Regions from separate parts of the Mus musculus genome. Here regions 1, 2, 3 and 4 are each linked to region 5. Evidence: chromatin contacts called from public Hi-C and promoter capture Hi-C data. All regions are on one chromosome and are shown on one strand. The core of a region is the stretch at or near the end of the contact, and the rest is flanking DNA. Distances in the headings are between cores, read along the strand shown. Region 1 overlaps Camk1d (calcium/calmodulin-dependent protein kinase ID). Region 2 overlaps Camk1d (calcium/calmodulin-dependent protein kinase ID). Region 3 overlaps Camk1d (calcium/calmodulin-dependent protein kinase ID). Region 4 has its middle 9.7 kb from the start of Gm23118. Region 5 holds the start of Phyh (phytanoyl-CoA hydroxylase).

Region 1 (2,742 bases), core at 125-2,624, 500 kb after region 5:
GTACTCAGTTTCTATTTGTCTCAAATTTTATTATAAACTTTCTTCTACAGTCTAGATTTTCATTTTATATAATGAATATGCCTTCCTTTGATATATATATATATATATATATATATATATTTTACCTTTAAGCCAGGATTAAAAAAAATAATGGTATATATGAAGTGCATTTATGTGGGAATACGTGTGGATAAAGGCCAAAAGGCTAGCAAAAGGCCGGCCCACGGAGAGGACAAAAATGGGCTTTAAAGGATAGCATAATCAGACACACATGACAGGAAGATGGAAGGAAGATGGGAGGGACAAGGAGAAGGCTGGGCAGAGCAAATGTGAGTGACCAATCAAAACTAAGTACATTTGAAACCGCTATAAGAAAAGCTACTACTTGCTGGGCGTGGTGGCACAAGCCTTTAATCCCAGCACTTGGGAGGCAGAGACAGGCGGATTTCTGAGTTCGAGGTCTATAGAGTGAGTTCCAGGACAGCCAGGGCTACACAGAGAAACCCTGTCTCGAAAAAAACAAAAAAAAAACAAAAAAAAAAAAAAAACAAACAAAAAAAAAAAAACAAAAAAAGAAAGAAAAAAGAAAAGCTACTACTTTGTATGCTGATCATCTGACTGATAAGTGAATAAATGTTATAATGAATTTAGCATCATGTTTTACCCTCTAAGTTCAGTAAAAACCGACACAAATGCAATAGTAAATGAACTGCTTAGTCACAAACATCCTCACCCACTTCAAAAAGTTCCAGGCTAAGCATGCAGAGATGGCCAAGCTTCTAGCCTGGAACCATAAACGGTCATATAAAATGGATATGTATTCATAAGCTATGCCCTTCAAAAGGATGTCCCATGAGAGCAAAAATTCACTAGAACTACCCAGGTCGGGTGGGTATATATCCAGATGGGATGCACTGAAATCCCAGCACTGTGGAAGCTGAGGCAGGAGGATTCTAAGTTTGAGGCTAGCTAGCTCAGGCTACATTAGGAGAAGCTCAGGCTACATTAGGAGACCTTGTCTCTTAAAAAAATTAAATATTTTATTATTATAAAATTGTTAAAAAAAATAAGTATATTCTAACTGCTTGTCTACTGAATAGAAACTTCTTATGTTTCCAAATATAATGAAGAAGTATATCAAGAATTACAAGTAGCACTCAGTCAACGGCAGCTCCGTTGAAAATAACATTTTCTTCCATTAAGACAATTACTGCTAAACATGAGTATGAATACATAACTCAAATGGATGAATATTTCTCCAGGCATCCAGACTGACACAATTTTAAAGCAGCAGTTTCCAGGTCTTATCACTCTGGGATGAATATCAAATACTCTCAGAAACATGAGAAGCACATAATTCTTTAATAAGGCATTTCCCCATAGGCAGCGTAGTCCTTCATTCTTTAACTGACTTCACGGCCAGCTGGATTCCATCATAGAACTGGCGGGTTTTGGAAGTGAGCGTGGCTTCAATTATGAGTAATCTGCATGTGGTCATAAGTGACAAAAGATAATTAATATTAAAGACCCTCTGTGGTCAGTGAGTATCTCTACACATTAGTAAGCTTTAGCTAAGACTTGTGCTTGAATCACAGAAGATGGTAATTATACTAGCTACTTTTGCTTTTAATCACTGAGGCCGAAATAGCTGACAGAGAAACATAAGAGAGGTGCCTGAGCATGCTTTCTACTACTGTAATGAACACCATGACCAAAACCAACCCAGGTCACAATTCATCACTGTTTATTTCACACAATTTCATTTCATTTTTATTTCACACAATTTCATTTATTTCACACAATTTCATTTCACACAATTCATCACTGTTTATTTCATCACAATTTATTTCACAATGCCCAGGTCACAATTCATCACTGAGGGAAGCCAGGGCAGGAATTCATGCAGGGTAGGAACCTGGAGGCAAGAACTGAAGCAGAAGCCTGGCGTGGTGGCGCACGCTTTTAATCCTAGCACTCGGGAGGCAGAGGCAGGTGGATTTCTGAGTTCGAGGCCAGCCTGGTCTACAGAGTGAGTTCCAGGACAGCCAGGGCTACACAGAGAAACCAACAAAACAAAACAAAACAAAACACTGAAGCAGACGCCATGGGATACAATGTTAATTGGCTTGCTCCTCCTGCCTAGCTCAGCCTTCTTTCTTTTTAGATTATTTTATGTGTATGAGCATTTTGTCTGCATGTATGTATGTGTACACATGTATGCCTTGTGCTGGGAGGTTAGGAAAAAACATCAAATACCCTGGAACTGAAGTTATAGATATGGGAACCTCCATTCCAGTACTGAGAATCAAACCTGGGTCTTCTGCAAGAACAAGTGCTCAATCACTGTGCCATCTCTCCAGCCCCTGGCTTACTTCCTTATACTCCCCATTGGCCCATGGGTGGCATCACCCCCAGTGGCCTATGCCTTCCCACATTAACTATTCATCAAGGGAATTCCTCCATCACATTGCCTGTTGCCAAATCTATGGGGGCAGTTTCTCAATTCTCTCCCTTTCCCAGACGAGTCTAATTTATATCCAGTTGACAAAAAGCTGACCACTGCAAAAGGAGAGATTTGTGTTGGCTCATGGTTTAAGTGGGTCAGTTTATGGTTGCTTAGCCCCACACTAATGCAGAACATTATGGCATAAGAAGGATGTGACACAGAGAGAACTGTCTACTCTTTGACCCACCAGGATGTCGCGTTAACCAGTAAGTGGCCAGGGATAACACACCCCCAGT
Region 2 (2,700 bases), core at 27-2,526, 460 kb after region 5:
GCTGACTCCTCTTAGTTGTGACCTTTTGAAGGTACTCCTTATAGCAAAAAAGCTCCCTTGCCCACAGCCACACTTCCCTTCCTGGGGACAGCCTGCACCTAACAGCATGAGGGGATGTGCACACTCCACCTCCTTCCTTGCTTCATGTGGGAGAAACCTGTTAAGGGTCACCTCAGCTCTAGAGACTCCAGAGAAGGTGGAGGCTTTGCTAGGACAGCTGTATAGCCTACCCGATCCCACCTCCTTCCGGTCTTGCTTCCTTCCCTACTTGCTGGGTCTGCAGGTTCTGAAACTCACCTGTACTCAAATCTCTGGTTTAGAGGCTGTTTCTATGGAAACTGGCCTAAGGCAGAAGCTTATTAGACACTCATCCTCAGCTTGTAAATGCTAAACAGCCTTCATAATCAGAAATAAGAAAACCAAAAAATTCCTTGAGTAGAAATGCCACAAACGAGAGAGAGAGAGAGAGAGAGAGAGAGAGAGAGAGAGAGAGAGAGAGAGAGAGAGAGAAGACTTGGTGTTTCATGGATTATTGTCAAACCTAAATGTGTTGTAGGAAGGTAGAGAATAAGATGGCTTAGAAGAAGGCTTTCCTGACCCCTGAGCCTAGAAGTCAGCCTCCTGTCTCAGCGTTTGAAGGGGCTGCCAAGTTCTATTATAAGAACAGCAAGAGCTATTTACCTAGACTGAGATAATGCCTTCCTTGGTAAAGTGCTACCACACAAGCACCCAAGGACCTGACTGCAATCACTAGCATTCATGCATAAAGCCGGGTGTTGTCATGCGTGCTTGGAATCTCAGATCCAGGAGGGGTGGAAACAGGGAAGTCCCAGGGGCTTGCTGGTCAGCTGGCCTCATCTAGTCAGTGAGTCCTGGTCTCAAGAGAGACTCTGTCTCAACATAATGTAGATGGATCCTGAGAAATGAAAGGTAGGCTTAACCTCTGGCCTCCACAGGCATATGCACACGTGTGAACACACACACACACACACACACACACAGAGAGAGAGAGAGAGAGATTTACAGGTACGTTCATGAGGGGATGTGCACACTCCACCTCCTTCCTTGCTTCACGTGGGAGAAACCTGTTAAGGGTCACCTCGGCTCTAGAGACTCCAGAGAAGGTGGACTCTTTGAACTGAAATGTACAGTCAACCTGCTGTCTGTCAATGTTCTAAGGACATACATTTTCTGCTAAGTGTGAAGAAAGGAACACAAGGCCATGAGAGAGCTCCGGCAATCCAAAAGGCCAAGAGATGCCAGCAGTCTGTACCCACACTTGAATTTAGAGTGCATTCATTTCCTACACTTAATACAATTGCACCCTCTACCAGACAGCCTGCAGGCTGGAGGATAATGAGATTTCAGCGAGCCCAGTACTTAAAGTCATTGATACAAGAGCATTCGAAAACACAGCAGCCTATCCTCTCTGTCACATGCAAAGGAGGCTCTGGAAGAGCTGCTGTCTCTAACAAGTCCAGGAGCTACTTGACTGTCTGAAACTGCCTTGCTCTGAAAAAAAAAAAAATCAAATTTTATTAGAAATCCCTGGTATCTCACTATTACTAACTCCCAGTGGTCCATTAAGTGAATGCAGGCATATCGACTAGAGAGTCATAAATTATTGATTCTGTTTCACTAGACCCAAGTCAGTGCCCAGTGCTGTGGAGTACGCTGTCTTGTGTAAAAATAAATCAGTGTCTCGGAAGAGGTCCTATGCTCCAGTTTCTGGACTCCTGGTGTTTGTTGCAGAACCATGCTGGTCTGCCTCCTTGTTCCCTGCCGAGTCTTTCAGCATCTCCTGTTCTGAACTAACCTGGCTTCAGTCCTCAGCCTATCTGCCCTCGCAGATCCATCTCCTAGCTTTTGGTCTTGTCTTCCTCTCTTAACCGGAGACTGCCACAAAGCAAACCTTTGTGGTCAGCCATCTGTGAAGGGTTTCCTTGAATTCTATTCAACTTCAATCAAAACTGTTCAGAGAACACACACGCCACGTCTGTACTGAAGGGACAGAAACTTGCCCCCTTGTTACTCTTGGACTAGTTAAGTACAGTGTAATAATGATTTACTTACTAGTTATTGCATTGAGTTTTATAACTCATCCACAAGTACACAGACAGATGTGCAGAGGGCTATGCGAATGTCTCTTCACCGTGCCAGACTAGAGTCAAGCTCAACAGGGTCTTCTTTCCCCCCTGATTCCGCCAAGCCCGTTCCCTTGGCTGTGGTTTCGTTGGATAGTAGGTAGGGACAGTGGGAATCTCGTTCATCCATTCATGCGCGTCACTAATTAGATGACGAGGCATTTGGCTACCTTAAGGGAGTCAGTTTCTCCCGCCGTTTACACGCGCTTCATTGAATTTCTTCACTTTGACATTCAGAGCACTGGGCAGAAATCACATCGCGTCAACACCCGCCGCGGGCCTTCGCGAAGCTTTGTTTTAATTAAACAGTCGGATTCCCCTGGTCCTCACCAGGGGAATTATTTTGTGTGTATTTGTGTGTGCGCGCACATGTACATGTGTGAGCATATTTGAGGAGGTCAGAGGTAGTGCTGTCTGTCATCCCTCTGATGCTATCCATCATGGGGTTTTGAAGCAGGATCTCTCACTGGCTTGGAAAGCATCAAGGAGGCTAAGCTGGCAGGCCAGCAAGCCCTAGGGATGTTCCTGTCTTTCTCCCCCTAGTCCTGGGATGACA
Region 3 (2,700 bases), core at 163-2,662, 480 kb after region 5:
TGCCAATTTTTCTAGCAAATTCCAAAAACTCTGCAGGTATAGTGCATAACATTCTCAGCTGCAGGTGAATTTGCCCCCTCATCTAGGGACATGTGGCAATGCCCAGGGACAATTCTTTATTTGGGGACTAAAGGATGTTACTGGCATCTGCAGGTAGGAAAAAACGAGGACATTTTTTTTTAACCATCCTACAGTAAATGGGACATCCCTATACAGAAACAAAATTATCCAACCAACATGTCATTAGTGTCAGATTAAGAAACCCACTTCTAATGGGACGAGAAAATGACCGCCGTAGTGTGATTTGTGTGCCCAAGAACAAGACACCTGCCATGAAACCTACTAGAACTTGGAATCAGATGCACACTCCACACAGCGCCTGACACATTAGACATTCAATGTACACTCTGCTGCCTGCATTTAAATAAGCAAAATGCCATTCCCCTAGTTCAAGGATAATCCAACCTAAGAAACAGACATCACTAACTTTTGTACAATGACTTAAAAACAGTCTCCTTCAGTGATTATAGATAATGGAATTGCCCTTTACAGGCAAAAAAAAAAAAAAAACCAACGGAGAGAGAGAGAAAGAAAATTCACATAAACTGTTAGAGCTCTGTATTGTGGCCAGGGGCATCAGATCATCAAGTGGCAGTTATTTCACTATATTAATATTTGGGGAACATGCATATTATTATTATTATTATTATTATTATTATCTTCTATAAAAGTATTTTATTATCTATAAAAGTAATACCACAGAAGTAATCTAGTAAAGAATACTAGCAGTTCTTTGCTACTTTGTGGGTTCTTCTTTTTCCCCAACCCTTTATCCCCCAAGTTTCACCCCCTATCACTAGGTAGGAGAGAAAGAAAACGGAGAGATAGTGATCCCTGAATGTAATTTCTTTCCTTTTGTTTCTTCTTTGAGCTCAACCACCAACAAACAGCAGCCAACCCCTCTGAACAACCAACAACCAGCCACCTACCTAGCAGGGCTTTAGCATTTATATACCCTCTGAAAAAGTTCCCAGGATTCCAAACATCACATGACCGCAGAAACTATGTGTAGCTGGCAAAACCATGCCTCTGCTAGAGCAGAGACAAATCAGTCAGTTCTGAAGCTGCCCCCTTATCTCCGCACCTGGGATCAAAACCAAAACATGTTCTTATAACCTCTCTCTCTCTCTCTCTCTCTCTCTCTGTGTGTGTGTGTGTGTGAGTGTGTTTCAAAATTCTAAAATGTCACTACATGCTAGTATTGCACCTGAGATGATACAAGAAGGGAATTTCTTACACAGAGCCAAACGTCGTAGCCCAGTGGTTGTTAAGAAGTCTACCTAGGCCACTGTTTTGCTTAACTGTTGAAGAATAGAAAGTGGAAGGGTGTGTGGGCGCGGGCATGTGATCACAGCATCGCCACTGGGAAACAGAGACAGTGGGCGTGGGTATGTGATCACAGCATCGCCACTGGGAAACAGAGACAGTGGGCGTGGGTATGTGATCGCAGCATCGCCACTGGGAAACAGAGGCAGTGGGCGTGGGCATGTGATCAGAGCATCGCCATTGGGAAACAGAGGCAGTGGAGCAGGAGAGCCAGGCCATCTACTAAACAGTGAATTTGGAGTCAGTATGGACTACACGAAGACACTGTGCCTCATAAGTAAATAAATGGATGCCGGATGGACAGACAAACAATATGGAACGTGAGAAATATCTCATCAAAAACTATGTCTTAAAGGCCAAGAATAATTAGAAAATTTATGTCTATTTTATATCTGTTATTAGAAATGCAAATAGCTTTGAAACCATCTGGGATAGACATATGTAAATATGTTCACTGCTTGAGTTCTGCATGGTGGTGCTTGCTTTGTGACTACTTTGAACCAAAGTAAGAAGTCACTCAGATCCACATGCAGCAAGACGGTAGGAACAGGAAGAGGTGAGAGTGGGGCGATGATATTAAGGGGGGTGCAATCACTAAGAGGGTTAGTAGTACTCCCACCAAGGTCAGGGAAGCCAGAATCCCCACCCACTGTCCATGACCTCGAACCCTGGCAGGGTCATGCCCATAGCAAGGAGGAAATTACTGATCCTCTCAGAGCAGGATGACATCAGAAAGAATATACCCTCCCTTCTGCCCCCTACCGTCCATCCAAGCACTTCTGACTATCGTTTACCTTTTCAAATAATTTTGCCTAAAGGGAAACATTATGCTACTTAGCAGACATGAGTCCACTTGACAATTGTATATTTTGTTAGGAATTAATGAAATCAACTAGGCATTCTGCCTGTCTGAACGGGATTCTTTTCCTCCAAAAAAGATCCAGGCAGAGTAAGCTGGGAAGTCGGCATAGGTTTAGCGGTTGGACCCTTTTAGGTAGATGCCACTCCACAGGGTTGGGGCTTTATATGTGACCATGTGCCCCTTCCCGAATCTTAGTCCTTATAAACATCCACTGGCGAGACCTGACAAGCTCGGGGACAGTATGACCGCCCTTTCTTTCCTTTTTTCTCACTATTTAGATCTCAGCAAACACTGACCAGGTCTGCATTTACTCTGTGTCCTTTCACTGGAATCCCAAGCAGCAGGTGTACAGAGATTTGCTGTGGCCAGCACACAGCTTGTGGACCTTTATTGATTGTGACATTGAAAGCTAGTGAGTGACAGGCACCCTCAGAAGGGAGCAACGAAATGTA
Region 4 (2,860 bases), core at 56-2,555, 330 kb after region 5:
TTTGTTTTTTATAATTAATTTTATTATTAATCATTTTATTTGTTTATTTTCCCGGTTTCCTCTCCACAAACCCCGCATCCCATACCCCCTCCCCTTTGCCGCTATGCGGGAGGCTCATGGGTTTGAATAGCTCATATGCTGCTTTGGAAGGTTGTGGCATGCATTTATTCATCCCTCCCCCATCTCATGGAAACACATATTTCTAAGAAAAAACATGAGAAGGTTTATGCATTTGACTGGACCTGGCGACGCAAGCCCGCAAAGCTGCTTGGGAGGCTGAGGCAGGAGGATTACAAGTTCAAGACATTTCTGGGCCACAGAGCAAGCTCAAAGTCAAACCCCGCCCACTAACCGACTGGAGTTACGCTGATTAGCAGAGTACTTACACAGTGTGATGGTTTGTATATCATTGGACCAGGGAGTGGCACCATCTGAAGGTGTGGCCTTGTTAGAATAGGTGTGGCCTGGTTGGAATGGGTGTGTCACTGTGGGTGTGGGTATAAGATCCTCACCCTAGTTGCCTGGAAGTCAGTCTTCTACTAGCAGCATTTGGATGAAGACATAGAACTCTCAGCTCCTCCTGCACCATGCCTGCCTGGATACTGCCATGCTCCCACCTTGATGATAATGGACTGAACCTCTGAACCTGTAAGCCAGCCCCAATTAAATGTTGCTTTTTATAAGACTTGCCTTGGTCCTGGTGTCTGTTCACAGCAGTAAAACCCTAACTAATACACACAGCATGCAAAGTCCTAGTTTAAATCACCTGAACAGAAAACAACCACAAAAATAACTTGCCTCTTTAAAAGTTTCTTTACATAAACTACATGTTACTTAAATAAAGAGGAAACTGGGTTTAAAAAAAAAAAAAGCAAAGAAAGCAAATTTCTAGTTTCAGGACCCAATATTAAGCCAGTAATCATCTCTCTAAAATTCTAACTGCAGATGGCATTTTTCTGGAGTAAATTCGGTATAAACTGAACGGGTTTTACCCCAGACCCAAATATCCACCTCAGATTCCCCAGTGCCTCAGCAGCCTCAAGTTCCGCTGGATCAGCTCTGTGTCTCCCTCTAATTGCAGCGTTTAAAACTGATACTCATGGCTGTCTTCCACCGCCAGTCTTATCTGATGCTTCGTTCTCGGGGTAAACAGATTTCCAGCGGAGGCTGCCAGCAGCACCGAGAAACTGCCAAGCCTGGCAGATGCTAAGGTTTGAGGTTCTTCTGTCTGTTCTCAGCTCCAAGCTGGCTGTGAACTAGCTCTACTCCCCACGGCCCACCAGACTCTCAGCTACTTTTGCCAAACACCATCTTCTCTGCTCAACCTCCTGCTTCCCGACGGTCACACTAGCTGAACTAGTGAAGGTCCTAATGTGGCCCAGTCGCAAATGCTATCCCCGACTTCCCGATGTGGCCTGATCTTTCTTTCTTGGCTCCCACAAAGGGAAAGCATCTCTCTGCCTCTCTCTCTGTCTCTGTCTCGTCTCTGTCTCTGTCTCTGTCTCTGTCTCTGTCTCTGTCTCTTTCTCTCTCTTTCAAACTGACAGTCAGTTTTTCAACATGAACACTGCTTTCCCCACAATACTGACAACAACCATTTCTCCCTTAGTCGTGTCTCTCTTGAAAGACATTGTCTCAATTAAGAGATGAAATCTGAACTATGGGAGGGAACCACTGTTTTTGCCTGCATGTCTCAGCCTTTGACTGATGTAGCTCTCAGCTTTCTTGTTATGACCAAACTACCTGAAAGAGTAAGTTAAAAAGAAAGATTTTAGCTCCTGGTTTCAAAGTATTATCATCCCTAAGTCCTTGTCTATTGGCTCTGGGTCCATGCTATCGCAGAATGCAGCATTGGTGGGATTTTTGTGGAGAAGGACGCTGCTTGTACTGGACAGGAACGGAGAATGAGCAAGGGACTGGAGACTGGGTATAACTTTCAAAGTCATCCTTCAGATCCCACCAACTAAGCCCTCATACCTGAAAGGTTTCAAAGTTTCTCAAACAGCCTTCTGGGTTGGACATTCTAGTCTTTCAACACATGAAACATGCTGGTCATTTCATATACAACCGATAGCAAGGCCTTTCCTTGGCAATGGTCCAGAGAAGATGGGGACAGACTGTCTTAGTTAGGGTTTTACTGCTGTGAACAGACGCCATGACCAAGGCAACTCTTATAAAGGACAACAGTTAACTGGGACTGGCTTACAGGTTCAGAGGTTCAGTCCATTATCATCAAGGCAGGAGCATGGCAGCACCCAGGCAGGCATGACAATAGAGGAGCTGAGGGTTCTACATCTTCATCTGATGGCAACTAGGAGAATACAAACTTCCAGGAAGCTAGGAGGAGGGTCTTAAAGCCCACACCCACAGTGACATACCTGCTCCAACAAGGCCACACCTACTCCAATAAGGACACATCTTCTAATAGTGCCATTCCCTGTGCTGAGCATATACAAACCATAGCACGGACACTTTAAATCTTTTAACTCTGGACCTCAGTTGAAAAGTAGGAGGACCCTGTCTGGCATTCTATTATATACAGTGACCCTGGAACAGAGATGCCACCTCCTTCATTCCCCTCCCACCTCCTCCAGGTACTTGGTGGCCTTGCCCCTACCAAGTCCTACTAATCTATTCTTCCTTGGTGCTCACATTCAATTTCTGTGTTTCAGTTGTGGCAGAAACTCCCAACCCAACTGTGTCTACTGACAGCCCCTGCTGTGTGAAGAGCCAAGCTCTGTCCTTAGGAGAGAGTACAAGAGGGAGAAGAGCCACAAGGGGAAAGCCAAGTCCTGACTTCTTGGCAGTGAAGAAACCACAAGTGCAGAGGGGGTACTTCCAGGTTGCTTCAGAGAGAAGA
Region 5 (2,774 bases), core at 174-2,673:
CATAATTCTCTCTGTTTTTTAGGGAAACCAGTCATCCTCAGAATGACGGTCTTAATCTTTCAATTCTGCTTGAGGTGACCCAAATTCAGACTAATTTCAGTTTTGTTTTCTTCCTTCTCCCTGCAGTTCCCATTTTGCACCAGGTGAGGGCAGTAAGAACACACCTATTTCCCAAGTGGGGGGTGGGGGGGGAATGCAGTCAGTCCTGCTTTTAAACTGTGGGCTAATTAAGCCGGTCTCTCAGGACATGGTCAGGCTTCCACCAGGTTGCTCAGGCTGGACAGATGAGGTTGGGAGATAAGCAAATGACCAAGCCGGCCCTGGGAGCTTCAGCTAAGCGAATCTCGTCCTAAAGGTCAAGGCACAAAGGGCAAATCTCTGCAACCTGAAAACAGGAAGTAGCCAGCTGGTTACTTGCTTGTCTCTCCTGGACTATGGCACTGTCACCAAATTATCTAATGAAAGCATTTAAGAAACAATAACATGTTTATGGAGTAACTAGAAGCAATCTAGAAGTAACTCTCTTAAGAGACCGAGAGACAAAGAGATTGAGATTATGTGTAGTGGTTGAATTTCAAAGACTTTAGGAAAACAGTTTTGTTTTGTTTTGGGTTTGGTTTGGTTTGGTTTGGTTTGCTTTTTCGAGACAGGGTTTCTCTGTGTAGCCCTGGTGGTCCAGGAACTCACTTTGTAGACCAGGCTGGCCTCGAACTCAGAAATCCCCCTGCCTCCGCCTCCCAAGTGCTGGGATTAAAGAAAACAGTTTTTAGCTACATAAGAAATTTTACATGTTATACTGGCTGGTGAGATACACAGTGGTTAAGGGAGCTTGCTGAACAAACCTGACCATCAGAGTTCGATCCCCAAAACTCAGGTGGTGGAAAGAGACTCAACTTCCCTGAAGATTATTTCTCTGATCTCCACAAACAAGGATGCAAACATACATACATACATACACACACACACACACACACACACACACACACACACCACACCCCATCACCACTACCACCACCACACACAAAAATGTAATGTAAGTTATCCTAGACCGTGTGGATCGCTCTTCTTAAAAACTAACAGCCAAACTTTCTAATATTTTAGGATGAATTCACGCTAAATTTAATGTCTCTTCTGAATAACACAGATGATTTTAATTTTTAGTGGGAGAACTAGTCACATAGATTAGTTGTTCATAGATTAAAACTACCAAGTTAAAAGGGTGGCTCAGATCCCTAACGGCCTCGGGCTGCTCGGCTTGCATCACCCCAGTCGCAAAATTTCGGACCTTGCAGATTAGAACAAAGACACAGCGGCGGGGAGCAAGGACTCCAGACAGCCTAGGCTCGCTCCCTCATCCCCAGCTCCCCAACCCCCAGCCTGGGGGAGGTGGCGCTGTGTCCTGCCCTTGGACAGAACTCCACCCTCTACTAGGAGGCGGGGCCTTGCCGTAAGTTAAGTGTGACCTGGGCGCAGCAGTTTCGTCTGCTGGCCCCCACCATGAATCTTACGCGCGCCGGCGCCCGGCTGCAGGTCCTTCTGGGACACCTCGGCCGACCCTCGGCCCCAACGATTGTATCCTTTGGGCTGTGGAAGGGCTCACAGGCTCGAAGGAGCCTCTCCGCCCTGGTGGTGGCTTCAAGGACATAAGAGAGCCTCTGCGCCGCCATCTCTTCCCTGTCTCCATCCCTAGGGTTCCCGGGTGGAGGCTGCATCCCCAGAGAGCCCTCGTCTTCTGGAAGGGCTCTCTGGTGGGACTTCTCTAGGCAGCATTTTGAGCCTTCAAGAAACCGTGGTTTCTTGCTGGTGTAAAGCGGGAAGCATAAAGCGAAAGGTGACGACGTCATCACAAAGAGGCTTGCCATTTTTTGAGTTGACTTCTGCATCCAGAAACACCAAGGACAGTTGCCCACAGGTGCTTGCCTGTGACCAAGGCCGGCAGAGGCAGGGATTCTCAGAGGTCAGGAGGAGGCGCCAGTCGCCAAAAAGAGAAGGCTCAGGACCCTGTCCAGCAGGTAGCTAGCTGCCCATCTCCACCTGCCCTCTGTCTGTCACCATCCCACTAGCTGTGTAAGCTCCCACTCCAGGGGCCAGGTGTCCCCAGTCTCCTGAGGACTGAACTGGTTCCCGGAAAGCGACTTCAGAAGCGAGTGCCTGGTGATAAATGCTTGTGATCCCCCTGGGAGGTGCAGGTGCAGACTCGAGGGTTGGTTGGTTGGTTGGTTGGTTGGTTGGTTGGTTGGTTGGTTGGTTGGTTTTTCGAGACAGGGTTTCTCTGTATAGCCCTGGCTGTCCTGGAACTCACTTTGTAGACCAGGCTGGCCTCGAACTCAGAAATCCGCCTGCCTCTGCCTCCCAAGTGCTGGGATTAAAGGTTCGTGCCACCACCGTCCGTCCGGCAGACTTGAGGATCTTAATGGCCAGCCATCCTGGCCAAAAGTGACAGACGGTCTAAAAAGCAAAACAAAACACTAAACCAAGGCTTGGAAGCAGTTATGCACACGAACACGTGTGTGTACACACACATCACACACAAACACATACATGCATACACTCAGACTCTTGGGGGATGGGAGGAAGCATCAAACTGTTGGCCCCTCGCCCTAGAAATTGCTAAAAATGAATGGTTTAGGGTTTTCAGTGCCTGCCACCTCCGAGGCTGATCATAATAGTTGTTTATTTGGCCTTCCCTGTTATTCTGCCTGTGGGGCTTTTGGTTTATAAGCAGCGGTGTGCCAGGCTTACCTCAAGCTTAAACTCTACAGGCTAATAATGTA

Evidence for each region. Promoter capture Hi-C pulls out the DNA fragments that hold promoters and counts their contacts. A called contact is a pair of places that touch in the nucleus more often than the background predicts.
Region 1: a contact with region 5 is called in a promoter capture Hi-C map of second pharyngeal arch cranial neural crest, with 3 times the contacts expected there. The contact joins the enhancer-like site here to the promoter of Phyh in region 5. A contact is called at or near these places in 8 of 39 promoter capture datasets (the C10 cell line, HPC-7-derived erythroid cells, cranial neural crest and 5 more), 1 of 15 datasets of contacts at CTCF or cohesin (pro-B cells), 9 of 484 Hi-C or Micro-C datasets (CD4 T cells, the G1E-ER4 cell line, the HL-1 cell line and 4 more), 2 of 115 datasets of contacts at active chromatin or transcription factors (epiblast stem cells and large pre-B cells) and 1 of 9 other capture datasets (adipose tissue).
Region 2: a Hi-C map of the N1E-115 cell line shows a contact between it and region 5, with 8 times the contacts expected there. The contact joins the enhancer-like site here to the promoter of Phyh in region 5. A contact is called at or near these places in 1 of 39 promoter capture datasets (hippocampal neurons), 2 of 484 Hi-C or Micro-C datasets (the N1E-115 cell line and large pre-B cells) and 3 of 115 datasets of contacts at active chromatin or transcription factors (embryonic stem cells and large pre-B cells).
Region 3: a Hi-C map of regulatory T cells shows a contact between it and region 5, with 5 times the contacts expected there. The contact joins the enhancer-like site here to the promoter of Phyh in region 5. A contact is called at or near these places in 7 of 39 promoter capture datasets (the C10 cell line, cranial neural crest, embryonic stem cells and 4 more), 2 of 15 datasets of contacts at CTCF or cohesin (large pre-B cells and pro-B cells), 25 of 484 Hi-C or Micro-C datasets (the Ba/F3 cell line, the G1E-ER4 cell line, LSK cells and 17 more), 6 of 115 datasets of contacts at active chromatin or transcription factors (astrocytes, embryonic stem cells, epiblast stem cells and 1 more) and 2 of 9 other capture datasets (adipose tissue and liver).
Region 4: a contact with region 5 is called in a Hi-C map of cerebral cortex, with 2.1 times the contacts expected there. The contact joins the enhancer-like site here to the promoter of Phyh in region 5. A contact is called at or near these places in 1 of 39 promoter capture datasets (hippocampal neurons) and 5 of 484 Hi-C or Micro-C datasets (the N1E-115 cell line, cerebral cortex and embryonic stem cells).

Annotation. Positions count from the first base shown.
Region 1 is chr2:5,419,372-5,422,113 of GRCm38.p6, forward strand. The region is part of intron 3 of Camk1d (calcium/calmodulin-dependent protein kinase ID); the gene reads right to left. Among named protein-coding and RNA genes, the nearest start is that of Gm36853, 62 kb to the right of the region's middle. Within about 2 kb of position 1,375, at least 6 of the 459 cell types and tissues checked have an H3K27ac peak or open chromatin away from gene starts, as enhancers often do. A contact at or near this core is called in second pharyngeal arch cranial neural crest, where this site is marked.
Region 2 is chr2:5,376,900-5,379,599 of GRCm38.p6, forward strand. The region is part of intron 3 of Camk1d (calcium/calmodulin-dependent protein kinase ID); the gene reads right to left. Among named protein-coding and RNA genes, the nearest start is that of Gm36906, 63 kb to the left of the region's middle. Within about 2 kb of position 1,277, at least 10 of the 459 cell types and tissues checked have an H3K27ac peak or open chromatin away from gene starts, as enhancers often do. A contact at or near this core is called in the N1E-115 cell line, where this site is marked.
Region 3 is chr2:5,400,854-5,403,553 of GRCm38.p6, forward strand. The region is part of intron 3 of Camk1d (calcium/calmodulin-dependent protein kinase ID); the gene reads right to left. Among named protein-coding and RNA genes, the nearest start is that of Gm36853, 80 kb to the right of the region's middle. Within about 2 kb of position 1,413, at least 4 of the 459 cell types and tissues checked have an H3K27ac peak or open chromatin away from gene starts, as enhancers often do. A contact at or near this core is called in regulatory T cells, where this site is marked.
Region 4 is chr2:5,249,021-5,251,880 of GRCm38.p6, forward strand. No RefSeq gene overlaps it. Among named protein-coding and RNA genes, the nearest start is that of Gm23118, 9.7 kb to the right of the region's middle. Within about 2 kb of position 1,306, at least 21 of the 459 cell types and tissues checked have an H3K27ac peak or open chromatin away from gene starts, as enhancers often do. A contact at or near this core is called in the N1E-115 cell line and cerebral cortex, where this site is marked.
Region 5 is chr2:4,917,573-4,920,346 of GRCm38.p6, forward strand. Phyh (phytanoyl-CoA hydroxylase) reads left to right here and starts at 1,424. Exons shown (of 9, transcript NM_010726.2): 1 at 1,424-1,572. The coding sequence starts at 1,498.